2 separate regions of the Capra hircus genome follow, and region 2 is linked to region 1. The links are chromatin contacts, called in public Hi-C maps. All regions are on one chromosome and are shown on one strand. The core of a region is the stretch at or near the end of the contact, and the rest is flanking DNA. Distances in the headings are between cores, read along the strand shown.

What was found. Hi-C and Micro-C count contacts between places; a contact is called where the count stands out from the background.
Region 2: a contact with region 1 is called in a Hi-C map of blood, with 5 times the contacts expected there. The contact joins two enhancer-like sites. A contact is called at or near these places in 2 of 5 Hi-C or Micro-C datasets (both in blood).

What each region holds. Positions count from the first base shown.
Region 1 is chr5:26,088,308-26,093,339 of ARS1.2, forward strand. No RefSeq gene overlaps it. Among named protein-coding and RNA genes, the nearest start is that of CALCOCO1, 21 kb to the left of the region's middle. Within about 2 kb of position 3,349, at least 2 of the 5 cell types and tissues checked have an H3K27ac peak or open chromatin away from gene starts, as enhancers often do.
Region 2 is chr5:26,036,188-26,041,062 of ARS1.2, forward strand. No RefSeq gene overlaps it. Among named protein-coding and RNA genes, the nearest start is that of CALCOCO1, 31 kb to the right of the region's middle. Within about 2 kb of position 3,539, at least 1 of the 5 cell types and tissues checked has an H3K27ac peak or open chromatin away from gene starts, as enhancers often do.

The sequences.
Region 1 (5,032 bases), core at 2,099-4,598:
GAAATGTAAAAGATGCCAGTAAAAGATGGGTCCAGAAGATCCCCTGGAGGAGGGCACGGCAACCCACTCCAGTATTCTTGCCTGGAGAATCCCAGAGACAGAGGAGCTTGGCGGGCTATGGTCCATAGGGTCACAAAGAATCAGACACAACTGAAAGCATGCAGGCACTAGATTTTAAATTATCTATGTGACCCATATTAAATTTCTACTGCACAGCATTAGTCTAAGCTCTGCCACTAAATAGGACCCCTACAATGTGGACATCCGTAAATTCACCCAGTCTCCCAACATCCCTCCTGGCAGAAAGAGAAATGCCTGGAATCCCAAGACTGCATTCTGTAGGTACCTGTGTGTCTCATGCTCCCAATGCCAGAACCCATGACAAGAGATTCCAGTGTTCAGTACCCCACCTCCCAGTTTCTCTGTGCCTGTCCCTTCTTCTCCAGGTACCTGTTGATAATCAGATAAGAGCAGAAATGTCCTATTGTAACTCTCAGAAAAGTAGATTCCCCCCTCCCCACCTAAGACTCTCAAATCTCTCTCCCATCCCTAAATTTAAAAGCCATGTCTTCTCCCAGTTTCCTCCATTTCTCGACTCCTTCTTTGCCTTTCTGAAACCTCGGAAATCTCTCAAACCGGTAGAAACACAGCATGGAAGCAATCACAAGGATTTAGAGATTTCTAGTACTCTTGCCTGGAAAATCCCATGGGCAGAGGAGCCTGGTAGGCTACAGTCCATGGGGTCGCTAAGGGCTGGACATGACTGAGCGACTTCACTTTCACTTTCACTTCATGCATTGGAGAAGGAAATGGCAACCCACTCCAGTGTTCTTGCCTGGAGAATCCCAGGGACGGGGGAGCCTGATGGCTGCCGTCTATGGGGTTGCACAGAGTCGGACACGCCTGAAGTGACATAGCAGCAGCAGCAGACTTAGTTTGCCATATTTCCTAATCATGTGACCTGGAATGAACCACCTCATCTCTCTGAACCCTCATCAGCAAAATGGATCTGTGATGATTATATGAGATCAGCTGTATAAAACACCTTGTGCAGAGCCCTACCCACAATAGTTACTTTGTAACGTGGGTTTCTCACTTTGCATCTTACCCCTGAATATCTGGAGAACTAGGAAAAGAAACAGTAAACTTAGTTTCATGTATATGGACTAATAGAATCTTAAAACCAAAAAGGGGCTTAGAGATATATTTCCAGCTCTCCATTCAGTGCACAAATTGCCTGGACTCCATCCCTCATTGGTAGTCATCCAACCTCTGCTTAAACATCTCCAGGGGCCATTCACTGGTTCACTCAATAAACAAGAACAAGGCACTGTGGGAGCCACAAAGAAGGGCAGACACAGCTCTCACTGTTAAAGAGCCTACTTATATAATAGCAAAAAGGACAGAGAAGTTACTATCACATAAGATAAACACTGGTATGTGCCAGTCAAGGTGCATACAGAGCCAACCACCTTACAGGTTAATAATATATGTGCAACAAAGTGTAGCTCTAATGTTGAAATCCCTCCTAAATCCCAGACCTCAGTGTTCCCATTCATTTCATGGAAAATGCAGCAAGATCCTTCCACATTAGATCTTGGGTCATTCTCTTTTTTTTACTATTTTGTTTTTGGCTGTGCTGGGCCTTCATTGCTACATGCGGGCTTTCTCTAGATGCAGCAAACTGGGGCTGCTCTCTAGCTGCGCTGTGTGAGCTTCTCATTGCAGGGGCTTCTCTTGCTGTGGAGATCGGGCTCTGGGCATGCAGGCTCAATAGTTGAGGCTTGGTTGCTCTGCTGCATGTGGGATCGTCCCCGATCCGGGATCCAAACCATGTCCCCTGCATTGGCAGGTGGATTCTTAACCACAGGACCACTAGGGAAGTCCCATGGATCATTCTTAAGGAGGACACTTTTTGTAAAAACCTTTAAAATTCCAGGAGGGTGTGAACATGGAAAAGGCTAGAACAGATAAATGGTAGCACAGGTGTAGGGAGAACTGCAAGATCCTCCGGCCTCTTCTGTCTCAGAATTTCTAGGAATCCCTAGATGTCTACCCTAGATGTACAGTCCCTTACTACGAGTAATTCCTGTCGCCCTGGGAAGCCCTGTACATCCCCACTCTCGGGGCTCATCCAAATGTCTTCCTCTTCTTTTCTTTTTCATCCCACCCCTCTTACATTTTTTCACCTTTTATCAGCATCTCTATGATTTTCTTTGCGTCCATCTCTGCTTCTGCCTGTCCCTCTCATTATTTTGATTTGGCATATCTGATATTCTCAAGGTCTTTCTGTCTCTCCATCTCCCTCTCTTTTACTCTTTCATCATTCTCGATTTCTTGGTTGGTTTCCATTCTCTGTCTCTGGCCTCGCTTTCTCCCCAGCTGCCGCAAAGCCATAAACCCAGCCGGCCCTGCAGCAGGCAGCCGCCAATCACTGGGCTCCAGGAGTTGCGGGGAGGGGGCTGCAGAGAGAAGGGGGCTTGGAAAAGCTGGGGCGTTGTTGCTACAGCATGGGAGGGGAGAGGCAGAAAAGAGCAGAGAGATGCCACTCCCAGAAGGCGACCACAGCTTTCCTGCAGGAAGCAGACACCTGACTCCTCTTTCTGTTGGGAATCAGGGTACCTGGGTCCTTCCCCTGTACTCCCCAAATTGTGATTTCTCGTCTAAAACAACAGGTCACAGATCACTCACTCCTCCAGAGATTTGCCTCCTTCATTTTCAGGCTGTCCCAAGATGAAGGAGCTAAGGGACTCTGGGAGTCTCGGGATGTTTGGGACATACGTTACAGGAACATTCCCTGGGATGGGAAGATTCCCTGGAGAAGGAAATGGCAACCCACTCCAGTACCCTTGCCTTGAAAATCCCATGGACGGGGGAGCTTGGTGCAGGCTACTATCCATGGTGTTGCCAAGAGTCGGGCACGACTGAGCGACTTCACTTTCACTTTTCCTTTCACAGGAACATTGGGACAATAAATGGATGACCAGGACTTGGCGCTGGGAAGACACTGAGAAGAGGCAGACTCTTTATCGGTCAAGGGCGAACCAGAAGGGTGGGCAATCCAGGCTCCTTACCTGCTACCTCTATCCCCAAAGCAGGACAGACAGCCTGAAACCCTGGTCCCTAGTCTAGGCTGGGATTGGGCAGTTTAGGTGCTATATAAGGAGCAACTGTCCAGCTCATCGACAGGAAGCTACAGGGCCTGGGGAAGAGAAAGGGTGCTAGAAGGGGAAAGCAGGAAAGGGGAGGGATTAGCGAGAGATTTTAGGAGAAGACAGAGGAGGAACTTGCCGTTCTGTTCGGGCCCAGCGAGTGGTAATTCCTGGTGTGCCGGCGACCCCTGCTGGCTGCGCACGTCACTGCCCGGGAGAAGGGAAGGAACAGCCGGCCTGTGTGGGTCCCAGCGTGGGTCGAATATGACACTGCGTTTTGTGAGTGTGTCACCGTACAGCGGTCACGGCGCCTGTGTCACCACCTGAGATTATATGTGGGCACCCCTGGGTGATGGCAGTAATGTGATAGAGCACAAAAGTCACAAAGTTCAGGCTCTGAACTTCTGGCTGCTCCTCAGGGAGTCCAGACTGGGAAGGGGGAGGTCTCCTAGCCCAACAGACGCCTCACTAACGTCATGTATGAACCCACTCGTTGAGGCTCTGCAGGCATCAAAGTAAAATTTACCTGTCCGAGTTTAGGGGGAAAAGTGTGGGCTTTGGAAACAGACTTACCTAGGTTAAAATCCTGATTCCCTGTACTAGCCATCTGACCTCAGGCAAATTACTTAACTTCTCTGAGTCCAATTTCCTCCCCTGAAAGGCATGTTAATACCCATCTCACAGGGTTATTGTGAGTGTAGCCCAGTGCCTGGCAATGGAAAGCGTTTAACAGATGCTAATTTTCTGCCTCCCTTTTCCTTTACCTCCCACCCCCAAGATGCCGCAGGGATTTCAAAAGGCAAATGAACAGAGGATATTGTTGACACTGGTGATGGTGGTGGTTTATATTTACATCACTCACGAAAATCGTTTAAACATATTTTTAATATGTGGCTTTTTCCCTTTTTATTAGCCAAGCACATCATGATCATGTTTTATTGGGATAGAAATATCCTGATGTTATGGCAGGTATGTAGAAGGACAGCCTTATGAAGTGATAACAAGGCATGACAAATCTTTCTTTATTGTGATACATTTTCATTACTCAGGTTAATCAGGAATTACCCATTAGAACAAGGGCTTAAGATAAGTACATGACAGTCATCTGTGCAGATCAGAATCTCCTGATTTTCCAATGGGTATCTAATTGTTATTGCTGTTGTGGGGGGATGATTAATGCTTTGATTGAACTGGTCTTAAAACATTAGAATAACTCGAGATACGACAGGCAGTTAGAAACAGTATATTCTGAAATTTAAAAGAGGACGGATTTCAATTCTACCAAAAAATGTCTAACCATTACAGCTGTCCAGTGACAGAGGGCAAACTGCTCATGAAGTAAAGAGCTCCTTCTGGGGAGAAGTACTGAAGCAGAAGCTGGCCCTGGCAGGCTAACTGTGAAAGAAGTCTAGGCTGCAGAGGAGACTGGATAAGAGGCCCTTTGAGGTGCCTCCACAAATACACTGCCGTGAATAATGAATACTTAGCTCTGTAGAAGTGTTGTCCCAAATGACATTACTGCCATACCCAAGGCCATTGTTTGTCACCATGGGGTGGGATGGGGGGATAGTAATAATAACAACTATATGCTTTTCCCATTCAAGACTGTTTTTCCCAAGGAAAGTCAAGATTCTGGGATCGTTACCTCTTTAACCATCCCCACATTCTTCTAGTTCTTCTTTTTTTTTTTTCTATCTTCAAATATCTTAAAGGAAATTTTGCTTTTTTAAAAAAAAAAAAAGACTTTTTTCATCTTATAGTTTTCTGCCTCCAAGAGGTGGGCAAGCAATAGGTGGGGGCAGAGGAGGAAACAAACATTTATTGAGTTCCTATTTAGTGTAGCTGCTGTCATTTTTGCATTTAAGAAAAGTGTGTATCTG
Region 2 (4,875 bases), core at 2,289-4,788, 52 kb before region 1:
GAACCACCTGTAGTTTGGGGAACCCGGGTGTAGCCAAAGGCTGGGATGGGGATGGACGGTGGAGAAGGAACCCTCCAGAGAAACCCTGCAGAGAAGACCAGGGAACAAAACCCATCAGGTCCATCCCACCCCCATGGACACTTAGTAGTTTAATAAAGTTCAGAATGTCCAGGGCTTATGTGTAATTAAAGCCAGGAGCTGGGTAATTACATTTCTTCTCCGAGTTCTACCCTTGACCTGCTTCCTCCCCCCACATACACACATCTTTTATGAAAGACACTGAACTTTAGAAAATATCTCCACTAAAGAGATGGGCTTCATTTCAGCAAAAGAAATTGAGAGTACACTTTGAAAAGAATTTCAAAGGGGAGGTAAACGCTAGAACAAATGAGAAGTACATGAACACACACACAGCCCCAAAAGGAAAAGGAAAGCCTGCCCCTGACTGCTGTTTCTTTTCATGTGTGATTGACCTCCAGATGATGTATCTCACATCATGCAGTAAAAAAAACAGGAGGACAATATTTCCCCCAAACCCTATCTCCAGGAGGGCAATGATTGCTCCCCTTGGGGTCATGGCTAACATGCCAGCAGAAGGGTTACACAGGCCACAGGCAAGAGCCCCAGGTGGAGGCACCTAGCCTGGTGTCCTATCCCCCAGGCCCTCCCTCTTCTGTTTTATCTCAACCTCTTTGTACCTCTCAGCGTCCATTCTTTGAACTCACCCTGTGAACCAAGTTCTGGGAAAGGGAAAGGGTCCAAACAGAGAAGAAGGGCCCTGATCTCTGGGATGTGAGAAGAGAGACACACCAGAGAAAAGATCCAGACAGAAAGAAAATGCATGTAAGTTAACAGAGTGTAGCCAGATCCTTCAGGTGCCAGTGGGCCTATGGAAAGGGGAGAGGAAATAAAGATTGAGACTCTAAAGCAAGATCAGAGAGGAGTAAATGCCAGGTTTAGAGGTTAGAAGGTGCAAAGAGCTTGGGAGGCAGGAGGCTGACGTGCCCAGCAGGTATGGAGAGAATAAGCTGGGAAGACATCAAAGATGAGGATGAGGACGATTTAAATGCCGAGTACATTTAGAGTTATAAATCTTTACAACTGTACACAGTTCTTTTGCATAAATTTCATTTTATCCTCAATAATAAGCCACAGAAGCAGGTACTGGTATCGCTGTTTTATAGACAATGAAATTAAGGCACAGAGAGGCTGAGTAACTTGCTTTGGTTCACAGAGCTGGTAATTGGCAGAGCAAGGAATCAAATTGTGTGTATCAACTCCTGCTGGTTCTGCTTCTTGGGAAAGTAGTGAAGGAGAGACTACTTCCCAGAGGGCAAAAGACCTGCCTCCTGGCGCACTTCTCAGCATGTTCTGCGCAGGAGACTCCGGGTAAGTTAGTCAACTCGTCCAGGCCTCTTGCGTGAAACGAGGAAGTAATATCTTAACCTCTGAAGATGGAAGGTTAAACCAGGTAACTGACAAGATTTTTAGCTTTAAAATGCATAATTCAATCCATGAAAGGGGTGAGCTTCCTCTCCTTCTGTCTACTGATCCCCAGAGGCCTCGTCTCCACATTTCACAGTTTGAGCAGCTGTCTCCACCCAGCCATGTCTCACTAGCCCATGAAATCCAGGCTCATTCATCCTCGGGCTGTAAGAGGACACATCAAGGTCAGGGAAGTCAACCTGACTTCCCAGCATCTCGCCCATGCAACCCAGGGTCACTGTGGAGCTACAGCGTGGGACATTTACACTGCCCACTGACACCCTCATCACATCCGGCCCCAGAGGGATGGTCCCCAGGACTTCTCAGCCCAAGCTCTCAGGCCAAACCCCTCCCTCCAGCAATCCTGCCCTCCCAACCCTGCCTCCTCCAGCCCTCTGCCTCCCCAACACACACTCCTTAAGCACACATGCACGTGCACAGATGCAGACACACAGACACACACACGTCTACATATTTCTTCCTCATCTGCTTCCTGGGTTCACATTCCCTACCCTAAGATAATGCACCTCCTGAGAGTTGCCTCTTCTCTCCTTTCTACTGCTCCCTACTAAGTAAAGGAGTGCCGTCTTCCTTGTCTTCTGGGAAGTCTTCTGGACCTCCTCATCTTCCTCCATCTTCCCTCCTTCAGTCATTCCCAGTCTTCTGTCATCAGATTCACAAGAAGGTGTGATCCAGTAGCTTTTGACCAACTCTACTCACAAGCTCTTGCTAAGGGGTGGGGGGGTGGGGGGTTGCCCAGCAGGCCCCTCGGAGCAGGCTATCAGCCTCACCTCACCATCAGCCTAGGAGTGCCCCAAGGCAGGGCCCAGGCTCCTCCCCTCTGGGTCTCCCTTCAGTCCATTCAGGCAGTGTATTACTCCTGGTTCTGCTCCCTAGGAGTGAGGAGCAAAGTCAGAGAAAGCAACCTGAACAGGGATAGGATTCTGAGCCCCACACTTTGTCCTGTAAGTTTAGTGTCAGAGGACAGGCAGCTAGAGGGGACTGATCTCCGGTGTGGTGCTGCTTTCCTTTAGTAATCCAGGACTCCTTTGAATGTGTGTATGTGTGTGTGTATGTGTGTGTGTGCGTGTGAGGGGGGGAGAGAGAGAGAGAGAGACGCGCGAATCTGCATGGAGGGGAGAGGAACATGCAGGTCTGAGGCTCTAGGAGTCTAGTCCTGCCTGGGGTTGGAGTACTGGGGAAACTGGACTCCGAGGCTCACTGCAGCCTCTCAGCGGATCCAGCCCCAGGCCCGCATCTACAGAGGGCGGCGGCTGCAGGACTGACACAGCTTAGGCTCTGGGCATGCCTCCATACCCCCTGGGTTTGCATCTGCTCTGTCCAGTGCACCAATCCACATCGTTTCCTATGCTCTGCGGTTCAGTGCAGTCCCCATCTTCCCTTCTCGTCCACACTCAGGGCTCGGAGCTTAGAGCATCTGTTAGGATGGACCATATAAAATCCCTGATATTCTATTGGTTTGGGGGCCTATAAAACCTACTGCTTTTGGGTCTTCTCTCCTCAAAACATTTTTTTTTTAACTCCAGGCTGAGGAGACAGGGGAGCAGACTGAGGAAGGGTGAAGAATAATAATGGTCTAATATTTATTGAGCACATACACTGATTATAGGTGTGTTACATTTATAATCGCAGCGCTAATCGCATCTAAGGTTTATTTCCAACATTTTACAGGTGAGTAAGCCCAGGTTAGAAGGTTACATGGTGAGGAACTAGGGCTGGGATTCAAACTCAGCCCAAGAGCCACTGCTTCACAACTGCCACCCGCAACTAGGGAAGTCCAGGAAGAGACTGGGAGCCAGCGATCCTTGCGTGCAGCTTCACAAAAGGAAGGCAGAGGGGGGGAAACAGACCAAACTCAAACTGTCTCAGACCAGAAGAGCCCCCAATCAGATCCTTGGGTCAAAGCCCAAGGATCACATCTGAAACCTAAGGTTAGACGGGTCAGAGAAACAGACAGAGGGCCCGGGAGGAGGCTGGGAGGCTCCCGCCGCCGTGGGCAGAGCGCGGGGGAGCGGGAAGACAACGTGGAGGAGGCCAAGACCGGTGCAGATGAGCTGAAGGACAACGGCGCGGAGGAAGCGGGCTACGTTGTCTGCGAAGCGAAGCAGAGATCGATGGCGGCAGCAGGGGGAGGAAAGATAAAGTTCAGGCGAAAGTGTGGATGGCGGGAGGGAGGGAGAGACCCTGTGGAAGAGACACGGAGACTGCGGCAAAAAGAGGACCCGAGGGTTAGAAGCAGAGCACGGAGAAGGGGGGAGCTGGACTCAGCCGCAGTGAGAGCAAGTGGGAGGGAAGGAGGCAGAGAGAAGGGAGGACGAGATAGACCCGGAAAAGGGAGCCAGAAGCTCACTCTGGCCGTCTGGTGTGAGAAGGGACCTTCATCTCAAGGACACCGCGAAACACAGATGGATGGTGGAGAAGTGGGGGAGCCGCGACCCCGGCGGGGCGGGCACCTGCCCAGCCTGCCGCCCCCGCCGGCGCGGTCCTCGCGCCCGCCGCCCCCGCGCCGCGCCCTCCGGACCGCGAGCGCCCCCGCTACCCTGCCCGCCCCCGCCAGGCCCAGCCCGTGCTCAGCGCTGGCATGAAATTGGCTGCAGCCGTAATGAGTCCGCGCCGCGCGGAGGAGGCTGAGGGCCCGCCAGGGAGCCTTGCGCGCCTCGTTTAGCTTGTTTATTGTTCAGGCCTAATTAAAACGTTCCACCGCTCTGCGTTTACATCCGCCCCCCGCTAATGAATTCTCGGCCGCCGGGCGATTTCGGAAACTGCCCCAGGCCGGAAGGGGGGTAGGAGGTGGCGGGACTGGGGAAGGAGTGAAGGGGAGGGGGACGCGCACAAACACACACGCACCAAACACACTCGCTGCACACACCCACACCCTTTCACGGCCAAAGGAGCAATCAGACATCCGATGATTGACTCCGAGGTCCGAGTGAGTGCCCCCAGCCCCGTCGCCCCAAACCCTGGCAAGCAGGCGTTTGGAGGGGATGGAAGGCAGGGTTTGGATGAGGAGTGGGGAGAGGGAGGTCACGAGTGAGTGTGTGTGTCCTGTGCGTGGCAGGCCTGCGTGTGTCTGTGAGCACACTTGCTCCCGGAAGCGCGACCGGGGAGCGGCCTTGGGCGCACAGGTCTCTGTCTGTCTGCCTGTCTGTCAGTCCTTCGGGCTGTTCAGGCCGGTTTCTCTCCCACAGAGGGAACCTGCTCTTGGCTTGCAGTGTTTCTGGTGGCTCTGGGCGCAGCATTTTGTCATTTTGCTGGTTGCCTGCTTGTCACGACCTCAGCGAGGGCAGATGGAGCCAGTGGAGGGAGAGAGACAGTCGGTGATGCTTGGGTAGCCAGGGCTCCCTGCCGGCCTCTTTCCTCCTGCAGACA